3 separate regions of the Mus musculus genome follow, and all the other regions are linked to region 1. Evidence: chromatin contacts called from public promoter capture Hi-C data. All regions are on one chromosome and are shown on one strand. The core of a region is the stretch at or near the end of the contact, and the rest is flanking DNA. Distances in the headings are between cores, read along the strand shown. Region 1 overlaps Nf1 (neurofibromin 1). Region 2 holds the start of Lyrm9 (LYR motif containing 9). Region 3 holds the start of Slc46a1 (solute carrier family 46, member 1).

Region 1 (3,936 bases), core at 629-3,128:
CCACCACTCACTGTACCAAATATTCTGTATCCATTATTCTCTTTTTTCTTTTTTCTTTTTTTGGTTTTTTGAGACAGGGTGTGCCACCACTGTCCGGCTTCCATTCTTCTCATGATGGACATTCAGGCTGGTTTATTTCCTAAGCCACCGTGAATTGTGTGGCAGTAAAAATGGATGTACAAGAATTTCTGTGGCTATACAATATAGTAGTATATCTGGGTCACATGGTCTGTTATCAGTTTTTCTGAGGAACCCTTCAAACTGTCATAGTGGAGTTTCACTGCCAGGCAGTGGTGGCGCACACCTTTTATCCCAACACTTGGGAGGCAGAGGCAGGCAGATTTCTGAGTTTGAGGCCAGCCTGGTCTACAGAGTGAGTTCCAGGACAGCCAGGGCTACAGAGAGAAACCCTGTCTCGAAAAACAAAAAAAAGAAAAAAAAAAAAAACAGAAAAAAACAGAAAAATAAAAAGTAGCTACTCAGGATCCCACTAGCCCCACCCACATTTTCCCCTCTGTTGTCTTTTGTTTTCTTGACAACGTCCCAACTGAAGTGAGACAGAATCTGAAAGAGGTTTTAATTTCCATTTCCCTGATGTCTATGAATGTTGAAAACTTTTTCCAAGTATCTACTGGTCATTGTATTTCTCCTATTAGGGACTCTATTCAGCTCATGAGCCTATCTACAGACTCTAAAATGATTTTAGAGTTTAATTTTAGCAGTTATTTATATATCATAGATACCAGTCCCCAGCCAGATGTAAGCCTGGAAATTTCTTTTCCCAAGCCTGTAAATGGTCTCTTTACTCTAGTGACTGTGTCCTTTGCTTGGTAGCGATTTCTAATCTCATGTAACTCTCTCTGCCACGTCTTGGTATTGTTTCCTGTGCTATAGTCCTTTTCAGAAAATTCTTGTCTATGCCTATGTCTTCAAATATTTTTACCTGTCTTCTTCTTTCATTAGAGTTTTGATATACTGAATGTCATGGTTTGAATATGCTTGGCCCAGGAAGTGGTCTTGTTGGAGTAGGTGTGTCACTGTGAGCGTGGGCTTTACAACCCTCATCCTAGCTGCCTGGAAATGAATACTCTGCTAGCAGCCTTCAGATGAAGATGCAGAACTCTCAGCTCTGCCTGTATCATGCCTGCCTGGTTACTGCCATGCTTCTCCCCTGATGATAATAGACTGACCCCTGAACCTGTAAGCCACCCACAATTAAATGTTGTCCTTTATAAGACTTGCATTGGTCATGGTTTCTGTTCACAGCAATAAAGCCCTAACTAAGACACTGAATTTATTGTTGCACAATATGTATAGAAATCCAGTTTTCAAGCTGGAGAGGTGGCTCAGAGGTTAAAGAGCACCAACTGCTCTTCCAGAGGTCCTGAGTTCAAATCCCAGCAACCACATGGTGGCTCACAACCATCTGTAATGGGATTTGATGCCCTCTTCTGGTGTGTCTGAAGACAGTTACAGTGTACTCATATAAATAAAATAAATCAGAAAGAAAGAAAGAAAGAAAGAAAGAAAGAAAGAAAGAAAGAAAGAAAGAGAGAAAGATCCAGTTTTCCCAGCACCACTTGTTAAAGAGGGCACCTTTTCTCCAATGCATGTTTTTGATAGCTTTGTCAGAAACTTAGGTAATATGATGGCTAATCTTGTTTGTCAACTTGACTATATCTGGAATCACACCTGTGAAGGAACATGGAAGGAGAAACTTTTCACTTTTGCCTGCCTGCCTGCACTCCCCCTAGTCAAGTGCACTTCTCCTGTTGCTAAGGTAAATAGGAGCCTAAAGGCACTGGCTGGTAAGGGGTGGGATCCTGTAACTTGAGATGGAGAAGTGTAGGGGACAGGTGCTGAGGACTTTGACCCTTCAAATTCTGATGCGTCTGTCTCACCTGTGGCAGTAGTCTGCCCACTCTTAGTGTAGGGTGCGGCCCCACTGTCACACCTTGCAATATTTCCTTTTGTACCTTGGCCTGAGGAAATTAATCCTTTGTTGTCTACAAATTTCAGTGACTTTCACTGAAAGAGAAACATCAAGCAAGGCAATACTGATGCCGCTCAGTGTCTGTCGACAATAATTGCCTCTGAACTATAATCAGTATCAAGGCTAAGAAGGCTTCTAGGAGCGAAACAGAAAGTGAAATTCACAACAAAGGTGTGGTACAATACTAAAGTTTACTGAGTTTGTGAATTCATTCAAGCCGTAGTCTGGGCAATATATATGAGAATGGATTTTTAAGGGCATGAAATAATGGTGAAAAAAAAACCATAAAACTGAATCAAGCTGAATTTATTGATATGGGCCCACTGAGTTAAGGTTCTAAGTTCAATACAGACGTTCTTACAGTTAAAAAGGTATCAAAAGCGTGACTGGTTGGCTAAGCACTAGCCATACTCTACTGAAAGGGAACTGTGGATACCTGATGTCCCTTGACTTAGTATTGATGAAGGGATTTTAGGGTTCAGAGAAACTGCAATGATGGGTGTGCTGTATAAAACCGAATCCTCCACAATGGGAAGGCCCAGAAGACATTCTCTTCACTAATCCTGTGAGGCACAAAATGGTAAGAGGGGCACCAGGATTTGAAGGGCTTTGCCCCCGCTCTTCTCTTTGTGCCAGACCTTAAGGTTGGAGACACTGATGCTCAATCCAAAAAGTTAAATGGGATGGGCTTAATTAGGCCCCCAGAGTAGCAGGGCCAGGTATCAGCACTGCATTGCCAAAGGCAAGGCGAGAATATTTATCATGAAGGGCAGCACAGACAGAGTAACTTTTATGATGGCATGACTCCTACGGATCTTTTTGTACTGGCTAATAATGCTTCCAGGAATATATGTTTTTATTTTGTTTTGTTTGTTTTTACATCTATATAAGCAAAAAAAAAAATTCTCAAACAAACAAAAAGAATACTGCAGAGTAGCAAAGGGGTATCTCAACTTATCAATCAATTTCCAGACTTGAGCTAGTTTGCAGACCCCAAAGTCCTTGAATGATGAGAAGGCTAGGTCCCCCTGAGGACCTTGCTAAAATACCTAAAAGTTTTACTGTTAGCCCTTCTCCCATCCTATGACCTTTTACAAGGGTAAATGTACTCTGGGAAAAAGGAAACAATCAGGTTTTCCAGGGTTTACTGGACACTCGTTTTAAACTGACACTGGTTCCAAGAGACCCCCAAATAGCACTGTGGCCCTCCAGTTAAATCGGGGCTTATGATTATCAGGTGATTAATGGAATTTTGACTGAAACCCAAATCACAGAGAGTCTACTGGGTCCCCAAACTCATCCTGTGGTTATTTCTCCAGTTCCAGAATGTATAATTGGTATAGATATACTTAGACATTGGCAAAATCCCACGTTGGTTCCTTGACCTGTGAACTGAAAGCTATTATGGTTGGAAATCACAAATTGAAGAGACTGGCATTGCCTCTGGGAACATAGTGAACCAAATATAATACTCCATGCTACCATCAAGGACTTGAAACATGCAGGGATGGTAGTTCTCACATCTCCCTTTAACTCTCCAGCACAGGAGTCAGATGGATCATAGAGAGTGACCACTGACCATTAAAACTTAATCAAGCAGTGACTAAATTTCAGCTGCTGTACTAGATGTGATGCCCTTACTTGGATAGATTAGCACAGCTCCTGGTACATGGTATTCAGCTATGGATCTAGCAAATGCTTTCTATCAATTCCTGTCCATAAGCACAACCAGAAGCAATTTGCTTTCAGCTGGAAGTCAGTAGTATGCCTTTTTACAGTTTTACCTCGAGGTTAGTACTTATCAACTCTCCAGTCCTGTGTCATAACTTAGTATGAAGGGAGCTTGAGCATCTCTCTCTACAAAATATCACCCTGGTCCAGTATACTCATGGCATCATGTTGACTGAACCAAGCGAGCAGGAAGGAGCAACCACTTTGGAAAT
Region 2 (4,192 bases), core at 633-3,132, 580 kb after region 1:
CAGTCTAGGCTACATAATAAGCTCGAGGTCAGCCTGGGCTATCCAAGATCCTGCCTGTCTCAAAACTTAAACAAGGGGCTGGAGAGATGGCTCAGCAGTTAAGAGCGCTGACTGATCTTCCAGAGGTCCTGAGTTCAAATCCCAGCAACCACATGGTGGCTCACAACCATCTGTCCCAAGACTGGATGCCCTCTTCTGGTGTGTCTGAAGACAACTACAGTGTACTTACACATAATAAATAAATCTTTAAAAAAAAAACTGAAACAAAACCAGTTTATAAAGCTTAAAGAACATGACCTATTGGTGGGGGCGGGGGGCATAAAGGGAACTTCCTGGGTGCCAGGTGACAATGCTGGCACAGGTGCTAAGAAGAAAAGACCCAATCACAGGTAAGCTCACTGTCGTTATCACTAACCTGTGTCCTAACACGGGTCACCTAAAAATAATTGGAAAAAGAGTCATACATTTAAAAAGATAATGGAACTGCAGAAAATAACCCGAAATTATGCCCAATTGAGTACTGATAAAAGCTAAATTAAGCCTGCACCAGCCATTTTTTTTAAATACGCAATTAATCTTCATGATGGAGAAAGTTGAAAATAGGAATGGTTAGCTCCCTGCCCCCGCCCACCCTAGGGCTCCATCTGGCATATTTATGTTCTTCCAGCAATCCTGCCTCCCCTCGTCCCTCTCCCACACAGCCAAGGTCAGGCCAGCCTCCCTACATTCCCACCGGCACACCCTTCAGAACCAGTTTTTGGTCCATCCCTGTGGGAGGTGGGGATGCTGGAAATGAATCCTGGGGCTTGACGATGCCTGGCAACCTTTTTACCACGGAGCTGTTCCTAGCTCCTAGTTAGCAGCTAAGCTAATCAGTCTCTTTCTTCCTGGCCAAATCCCACGTGCCACCCAAGGATATACACTTTATCCTTCCCTTTCTTTGGCCCACCCCCACCCCCACCCCCACCTTATACCCAGAAGACAGGTATGTAAGAGTAAGGACTTCAAATGAGTCCCAAGGGCCATCACTGGGCACATGGGGAGATAAAATCTGATCCAGGCAAACATTGGAAAATTATTCTGTAATAAAGCGAATGAAGCACTTACATATGCTACCACGTGCGTGCTTTGAATGAGGCATAAAAGACGCAGGAAACCAATAACCGGGGCTGCATATGATTGATTCCATTTCTGTGAAATGTTCAGAACTAACAAAATCTATGGAAATCAGCTAAGTGGTTGCCTAGCGCAAAGAGAAAGGACGAGACTGGAGAGGGGTTTTGCCAGCAAATGTAGATGGTTTTCTTTCAAGGTAAATGTTCTAAAATCAACAGTGGCCATAGATGCACATCTGCGCACATTCTAAATGTTATTAAACGTGTGCACTTTAGCACTGGCCGGGAATCACAGTACTACTGGGAAGTTGGGGCAGGGGGATTACGAGTTCAAGGCCAGATAGGGTTACATATTGCAAAGACCAAAATTATTCCAGATACTCCTGGTAACAGGGTGTTCCTGCAGACCGAGTGAGAGTAGCACGTCTCCTCTTTGAAAACCATAGAACGGAGGCTGCTCCAGCCGAGTGCAGATGCCAGCAGCACATGGCAGAGACCTGGCTCCCCGTGTCCTCCGACACCGCATCCCGGCCTCCCACGCTCCTCCGCGGCGCGGCAACTATGGCTGCGACAGGTGTCGCTGGCACTAGGGGAAAGCCTGGAGAGCCCGCAGATCGCCCCCAGGGCTTCCACATATCCCGGCCCTGCAGGCAGCCTCGGTAATCCCCAGCCCGCCCCTGCCGCCCCCCGAGTCCCCGCCCAAGGGCCCGCGCAGCGCGGCTCACCCGCCTTCCCGGCGGACGCCAACTGGAGACACCGCGAGCGACACGATTGCGCCTGCGCGGCAGAAGCAAGCGCAGCCCCGCCCCCGCCTGGTACCCTAGCGCCCTCTGCCGGCCATCCGCGGGACTCGGGGTCCTACTGGGTGCGGGCTTCCTGATCCGACCCCGCCCAGTTGGCTGGAACCACGGCCCGCTTTTCCTTGTCTCCCTTACAACCTTGGATACAAACTCTGATGGCAAGCTCTTCTTCATATTCCCACGAATGGAGAATATTAGGGGTGCTCAAGATCTGTGAAACGTCTTCTTGAAGGACGTGTCCTTCCTGTTGTTATGTTGATGACAGGAATTATGTTTGGAAGGGAGTCTTCATTTCGAGTCACTTGATCAAATTACAGTCCCACAACACCTGTCAGAAGAATACATATGACAGTAATAGGCACGCTTCCTTTCAACTCTGCTATAATTATAATCGAGGGAGAGAATGAAGAATCTTAACTTGCAGCTACTGCCGGGATCATTTTTTGAAAATGAAATAATGCTGTTTCATTAAACGGGTTCTCCCCACTCGCGCATGTTTAAAGTCAGAATGCTTCTCTGAATTGATTTAAACACAAGTTTTATATCCTGAAAGAAATAAAGACAGGTCTTTTTCATGAGACAAACGCCCTGTTCAATGAGGCTTCTAGCTTCTCTGGGCCGCTGTCTGAAAGGCAGCAAGGGCGCCGGTGGATAACATTGCTTCTCTTCATCTTTCCTCTTCGGGGCTTTAAAAAAAATCTACCTATAATGAAAAGCCCGATTTCCTTACACACGCTCCTCATGTAGCTGCTTTAACAAGACAATTGCTTATAATGCCTTTTTTCTTCATTTTTTAAAAGTAAACATCGCTGTTTAGCAGCACTCGGAAGTCTATTTTTCTTCCTCTTAGGAAGCAGGGGCTATTTCTTAACAGAACTACTTCCTTTCTCTGATTCATCTTCAACTCTCTAGAATGCCACCGTCTCCCTCCCGCACCCCCCCCACACACAAAGCACCCCCTTCCTCCTCTTCAGCTAACACTCTACCCCGTCTTCAAATCTGTGTGGGAGGATTCTTCCCCTGGAATACCCAGATAATTTCCTTCATTTATTTTCAAACTGTAGACTTGGACCAACTGTATCTGAAAGATCCGAATGCACCCTCATAAATCAGCCTTTTTATTTACCCATGCATAATCACGGCATGTCATTAGTGCAGATCCAATCAATAAATCATTACGCTTTTAGAGCCCTTACTAGGAGCAACCTGCTGGGACACCAATCCACTCTCTCGTACAACATTAAGATCCTTTCATATTTTTAAGAAATTTCAATCTGTTCTCTCAGTCCCCCTCTTTTGTTCCTAGATCTCCGTGTTCCTGCTTCAGAAGCCTCATTCTAATACCTAGGTCATAAAATATTCAAGAAGCAAGCTGTTAGCTCTACCTCCGAAAGGCTCCACCTTCCTGCCTCTTGTGTTACTTCTGTCTTTACAGAGACACAACATTTATCTTTCTCGAAAACTCTTTGTCGACAGCTAGGCAGCACAAAAGAGAAAGAACAGAAAAGAAATTTTTTTATTTTTTAGCTTGAGGGAGAGATGTGGATAGCAGCTCCCTTTCTTTTACCGAGTCACAGTGAGAACTTGGATTTAAGAATAATCCAAGCCAGGCAAGGAGGTGCACACCTTTAATCCAAACACTCCAGAGGCAGAGGCAGGTGGAGCTCTGTGAGTTCGAGGCCAGGCTGCTCTACAAATCGAGTTCCAGGACACCCAGGGCTGTTACACAGAGAAACAGGGCTGTTTTGTCTTGTAAAAGCAAAAAAAAAAAAAAAAAAAAAAACACAAATAAAACAAAACAAAACAAAAGAAAGAAGAAAGGAAGGAAGAAAATAAAAAACAAAAAAAGAATAAGGAAATAGTGATTCTTTTTAACTTGACAGAAACTTTAAATTTCTTTTCATTTCAGTAGTAAAACTAAAGAATTCTTACCAGTCCAAGCATTCACTGAAATAGCACCAAGTCTGTAACCTAATGGAAACCCACCCATTCTCATCTTGTCATTTTCTTCCACACTGAGATTGGCAGCTGGGCGCCCTGGTGTCAGGCTGCATGATATTTACAGGTCAGTGGAATTTCTTTTTTTTATTAAATATGGAACACTTCACGAATTTGCGTGTCATCCTTGCACAGGGGCTGTGATAATCTTAGTATATGTGCTGCTGAAGCGAGCACAGGTCAGTGGAATTTTAAAGACCTTTTGCTTAAGAAATTTATCACTCAAGGGTTGGCCGTGCAGGAGATCCCTCCTCCCTGGGGAATTTATCGGCTCCCCCT
Region 3 (3,815 bases), core at 101-2,600, 940 kb after region 1:
CTGCTGAGCCATAGCCAATCAGCTTGGAGTCCCAGCAGAGGGGTGCGCTCAGCTCATAGAGTGTCAGGATATCTTGAGCCCCAAAATGCACAGTAACCACCACGAATATGGCCAAAGAGTACAGGGCTAGATGCATCCTGGACTTTTCTGGGGCTGGAACCACATATAGCCGGGCAATGGATCGATGATGGCGGAGCGTGAAAAGCCTGGTGGACTTTGGCTCCTTCACCGTCTCACCAAAACAAAATGCTGCGTATAGAGCCATGACAATCAGCAGGGCCAAAGCCAGCCAGAAGGGGTTGGCATAACCCTGGGCCCGGAGCCAGTGACCCCCGAGAAGGCTTGCCAGGGTCCCGGCCACACCAATGCATGCTTCCAGCAGAGCCATCCGGAAGGTGCGACTGTGGTTAGAGCTAACATCTGCCACAGAGGCAAAGCTAGCAGCAAGGAGGCCGTTGAAGTCTCCCAGAAGGGCACAAAGAGCTCGGCCAAGCACGAAGAACCCGACGTGCAGTTCTAGCTGCACCACAAAGATGGACACCACGGCCTGGAGCAGCAGACCAAGAGAGGCCAGCACCAGCAATGGGCGGCGACCCACGCGGTCACTCCAGGCTCCCAGCAGGGTGGACCAGAAGAGTCCCACCAGGAAGCCTCCCACGTTCATGTAGAGGGTCCAGTGAGATGTCAGGGTCTCCACTTCCTGTAAAGACACAATCACTAGTGCGCAGGACCTCACTTTGGTTAGCTACCATCACCATCCTGGGAGCTATAGCCTTGCTTTAGAGCCCTAAGCCTCTTGGAATGTTCCTTCAACTTGTAAAAACAGGCCCTGGAGAAGCATTCCCTCCGTCGCTACACTAGATAACTTTCCAAGCCAGGCTTTCTCTAGGTACACCTCCAGCACAAGGCAGCCAGCCAGGGCAGGCCCCCTTTGGTCTGACCCGCCCACCACGCCACGTGTGTCCCGTCCCCTCGGGGACCCCGTCTTCCACAGGCCCCGCCCCGTGCCGCGCTCCGTATTCACAGCTGCTCTGGTCCCTGCTACCTTCATGAGGGGATCCGCGCTTTGGTTCCCACAGTTCTCCCGGTGGCGGGTGCCATTGTAGCCGAGCTCCGTGCTGAACCGGTGCCAAAGGTACTGTGTGGTGAGCGGTCCCTGCAGAACCAGGGCAAAGTTGGCCAGGAAGACTAGGGGCTCCACGGGGCCGCGGAAAAGCACGGGAGCGTTGAGGAAACTGTGGGGCGAGCCCACGGAGCTCACGCGCCCCTCCATGCGCAAACACGGAGGGGCTAGCACCTCGGAACCAGCTGCGGGAGGCCTGGACCAGTCTGTGCTGTCTGCGCCTGCGCCGGCTTCGGGTGCTTCTGTTAAAAGTCTAGAGGGGCGGAGCGTGAGACAGTCTCAAAAGCTTTGGTCCGCTGAACTCTGGGCTGGGTGTCGTCCAAACAATCCCTGTGGTGTGTCCTCACTTCAGGCAACGCAAAGATACTACCGTGCTGCAGCCCTCCTTCCTGGGCGTCGGAACACTCAAAAGAATAATCACTATATCAATAACTAACATTTATTGACAACGTAACTTTGTTCTGGGGCCAGGAATTCTGAATATATTATCTCGTGGCAACCTTATAGATTAGTCACTTAATGATCCGAATCCAGAGATGTGGAAGTAAGGTCGAAAGGCACGCAGGATTAGCGCACAAGACTGGATATGCCAGCTGCGTGGCATCTGCCTCTCGGCACATGTGCATCTGTGTAAGAACAGCCAGAGCCTGGTGGGCCACACTGGAGTACTTGTGCTCTGCCACTGATCCGTTGACCTTGCCTTCACTTGGAAGAAAATCTTAGTGAAGGCAGGACCTAGTGGCATGTGCTTTTAATCCCAGCACACCAGAGGTGAGGCCAGTTTGGTCTAAGCAATACTAGGCTAACCAAGGCTTGATGTTCTGTCCAAAACAAACAAACAAACAAACAAACCAAGAAAGAAAGAATGCCGAGCATGGTGATGCATGCCTTTAATCCCAGCAATTGGAAGGCAGAAGCAGGCAGATTTCTGAGTTCGAGGCCAGCCTGGTTTACAAAGTGAGTTCCAGGACAGTCAGGGCTACACAGAGAAACCCTGTCTCGAAGAAACCAAAAGAAAAAAGAAAAGAGAGAGAGAGAGAGAGAGAGAGAGAGAGAGAGAGGAAGTATTGGAAAATGACAATGAGATTTGGTACACTGAAAGTATTATTTTATATACATACTTTCAGACCAGGCTAACCTCAGACTCATAGAGATTCCCCTGCCTCAGGCTTCTGGATGCTGTTGCTATTAGACCTAATCGCTGTTGGCTATCATTAATGACTAATAGGTTGTCCCTTGCCCCTGTTCCTGTCCTAGGAGCCTTTCCTGGAGCTAGTGTCACATCAAGGACTGGGATCTGATTCTGCAGTTCTCTTAGAGGGTGGAGTAGAGACAAGAGGAGCCTGAGACTGGAGGCCCCTGGGTGTGGGCCTGTGCTCTTCAGTGCCCCTGTTGTAGGAACTGAGCTGGAGAACAGACATCTGCACTGTTGCTGAGCAGCTCAGACTTCCTGTCTGTCTGTCTGTCTGTCTGTCTGTCTGGGCTTCTGTTTTATTGCCTGTGAAAAAGGAGTGCCCTTACTTGGTGCCGTGGAGATCTGAACACAACACTGAAGCAAACAGATGAAGCCCCCCACCAGGCACCACAGCTTCTAGATTGGTGGGGAGAGAGAAAGAGCAGGATGTAAATAGTGTAGAATCCGACCATGGCAGAGGGTTTGAGGGTAGGAATAGAGGCGTCTCATGCTCATGTGGGGACCAGGAGCAGAGCCAGCAAAGTTCCCAAGAACTAACAGGACCCAGTGTGTGACCCACAGGTCCGATTCTTGGGGTGGGGAGTAGTAGTTCCATTTCTGCCTGCACTTGAGAAGACACAGTGACGCTCCTCTTCCTTGAGCCTGCAAGAGTCTAAGGCTCAGAATAGGTGGATGCCAAATAGGCACTGGAGCCTACCCTTCTCATGGGCTTCTAGAGATAGATGATTCTGTGTTACACATTCAGACCTCTTTACATCCGCATCCCACCACTCCCCTCTAACCCCGCCCATACAGAGCTTTTACAAGTGGGATCAGCTCAGGGAGGGAGACAGCTAAAACCTTGTAAATACTTCCTAGAGAGGAGCTGAGGTCAGGAGAGGCCAAGGTCTGTCAGCTGAGAGCTAGTCAGGGTGTGACTCAGTCTGTGTGTCTGATAACTAGGGGCCTCTTCTGACTCCTTGATAACTTCACTTTTCCTGGAGGATGTGAACCAATGTTTATGCTTGCTAACGATAGACCAAAATAACGATTCCGGCTTGGTAGACACGCAAGTTTATTGGAGCATGGAGACAATCACCAGAAAGGGTCACCCCAGCGTGGACGATGACCATCCTATAGCTGCATAGCTAGAGTTCCCCTTAGGGTTAGCCTCCAAACCTTTGTGATCTCCTGCACCCCCAGGGGCATCCTACTGCAGGAACAGAGGGAGGGAGCGCCTGGAATCTCAGTCACGCCTAGAAGTCCTTCCCACTCCCTCCTTCTGTGAGGGATGGTCAATATTCCTTGAATGCTTCCTGGAACTCGGCTCTGCTGGGGTCGTTGCCCTCTGCTCAGCCCATCCAGTGGTTTCCATTTTACTAGTGAAAGTCAAGTCACCCTGCAAACCACCGGTACCTGGGCCTCCTTCACCCTCCCCCTAGTCCTCCCACCTCACTCTGTTCTCCCTCCACTCTGGCCTCTCTGGCCTCCTCAGTCCCCTTCCAACAACCCGTCAAT

The links. Promoter capture Hi-C pulls out the DNA fragments that hold promoters and counts their contacts.
Region 2: a promoter capture Hi-C map of pre-B cells shows a contact between it and region 1, with 4 times the contacts expected there. The contact joins the promoter of Lyrm9 here to the enhancer-like site in region 1. A contact is called at or near these places in 10 of 39 promoter capture datasets (the 3T3-L1 cell line, 3T3-L1-derived adipocytes, the C10 cell line and 7 more), 3 of 484 Hi-C or Micro-C datasets (the P5424 cell line, cerebellum and cortical neurons), 2 of 115 datasets of contacts at active chromatin or transcription factors (large pre-B cells and pro-B cells) and 3 of 9 other capture datasets (adipose tissue, embryonic stem cells and liver).
Region 3: a promoter capture Hi-C map of the C10 cell line shows a contact between it and region 1, with 3 times the contacts expected there. The contact joins the promoter of Slc46a1 here to the enhancer-like site in region 1. A contact is called at or near these places in 5 of 39 promoter capture datasets (the C10 cell line, cranial neural crest, hippocampal neurons and 2 more), 1 of 115 datasets of contacts at active chromatin or transcription factors (bone marrow-derived macrophages) and 2 of 9 other capture datasets (adipose tissue and liver).

Annotation. Positions count from the first base shown.
Region 1 is chr11:79,402,018-79,405,953 of GRCm38.p6, reverse strand. The region is part of intron 5 of Nf1 (neurofibromin 1); the gene reads right to left. Among named protein-coding and RNA genes, the nearest start is that of Nf1, 64 kb to the right of the region's middle. Within about 2 kb of position 1,878, at least 22 of the 459 cell types and tissues checked have an H3K27ac peak or open chromatin away from gene starts, as enhancers often do.
Region 2 is chr11:78,824,285-78,828,476 of GRCm38.p6, reverse strand. It overlaps Lyrm9 (LYR motif containing 9), which reads right to left and starts at 1,882. Exons shown (of 4, transcript NM_001076681.2): 1 at 1,841-1,882. It also overlaps the pseudogene Gm23219.
Region 3 is chr11:78,463,236-78,467,050 of GRCm38.p6, reverse strand. Slc46a1 (solute carrier family 46, member 1) reads right to left here and starts at 1,350. Exons shown (of 5, transcript NM_026740.2): 1 at 1,046-1,350; 2 at 1-700. The coding sequence starts at 1,273.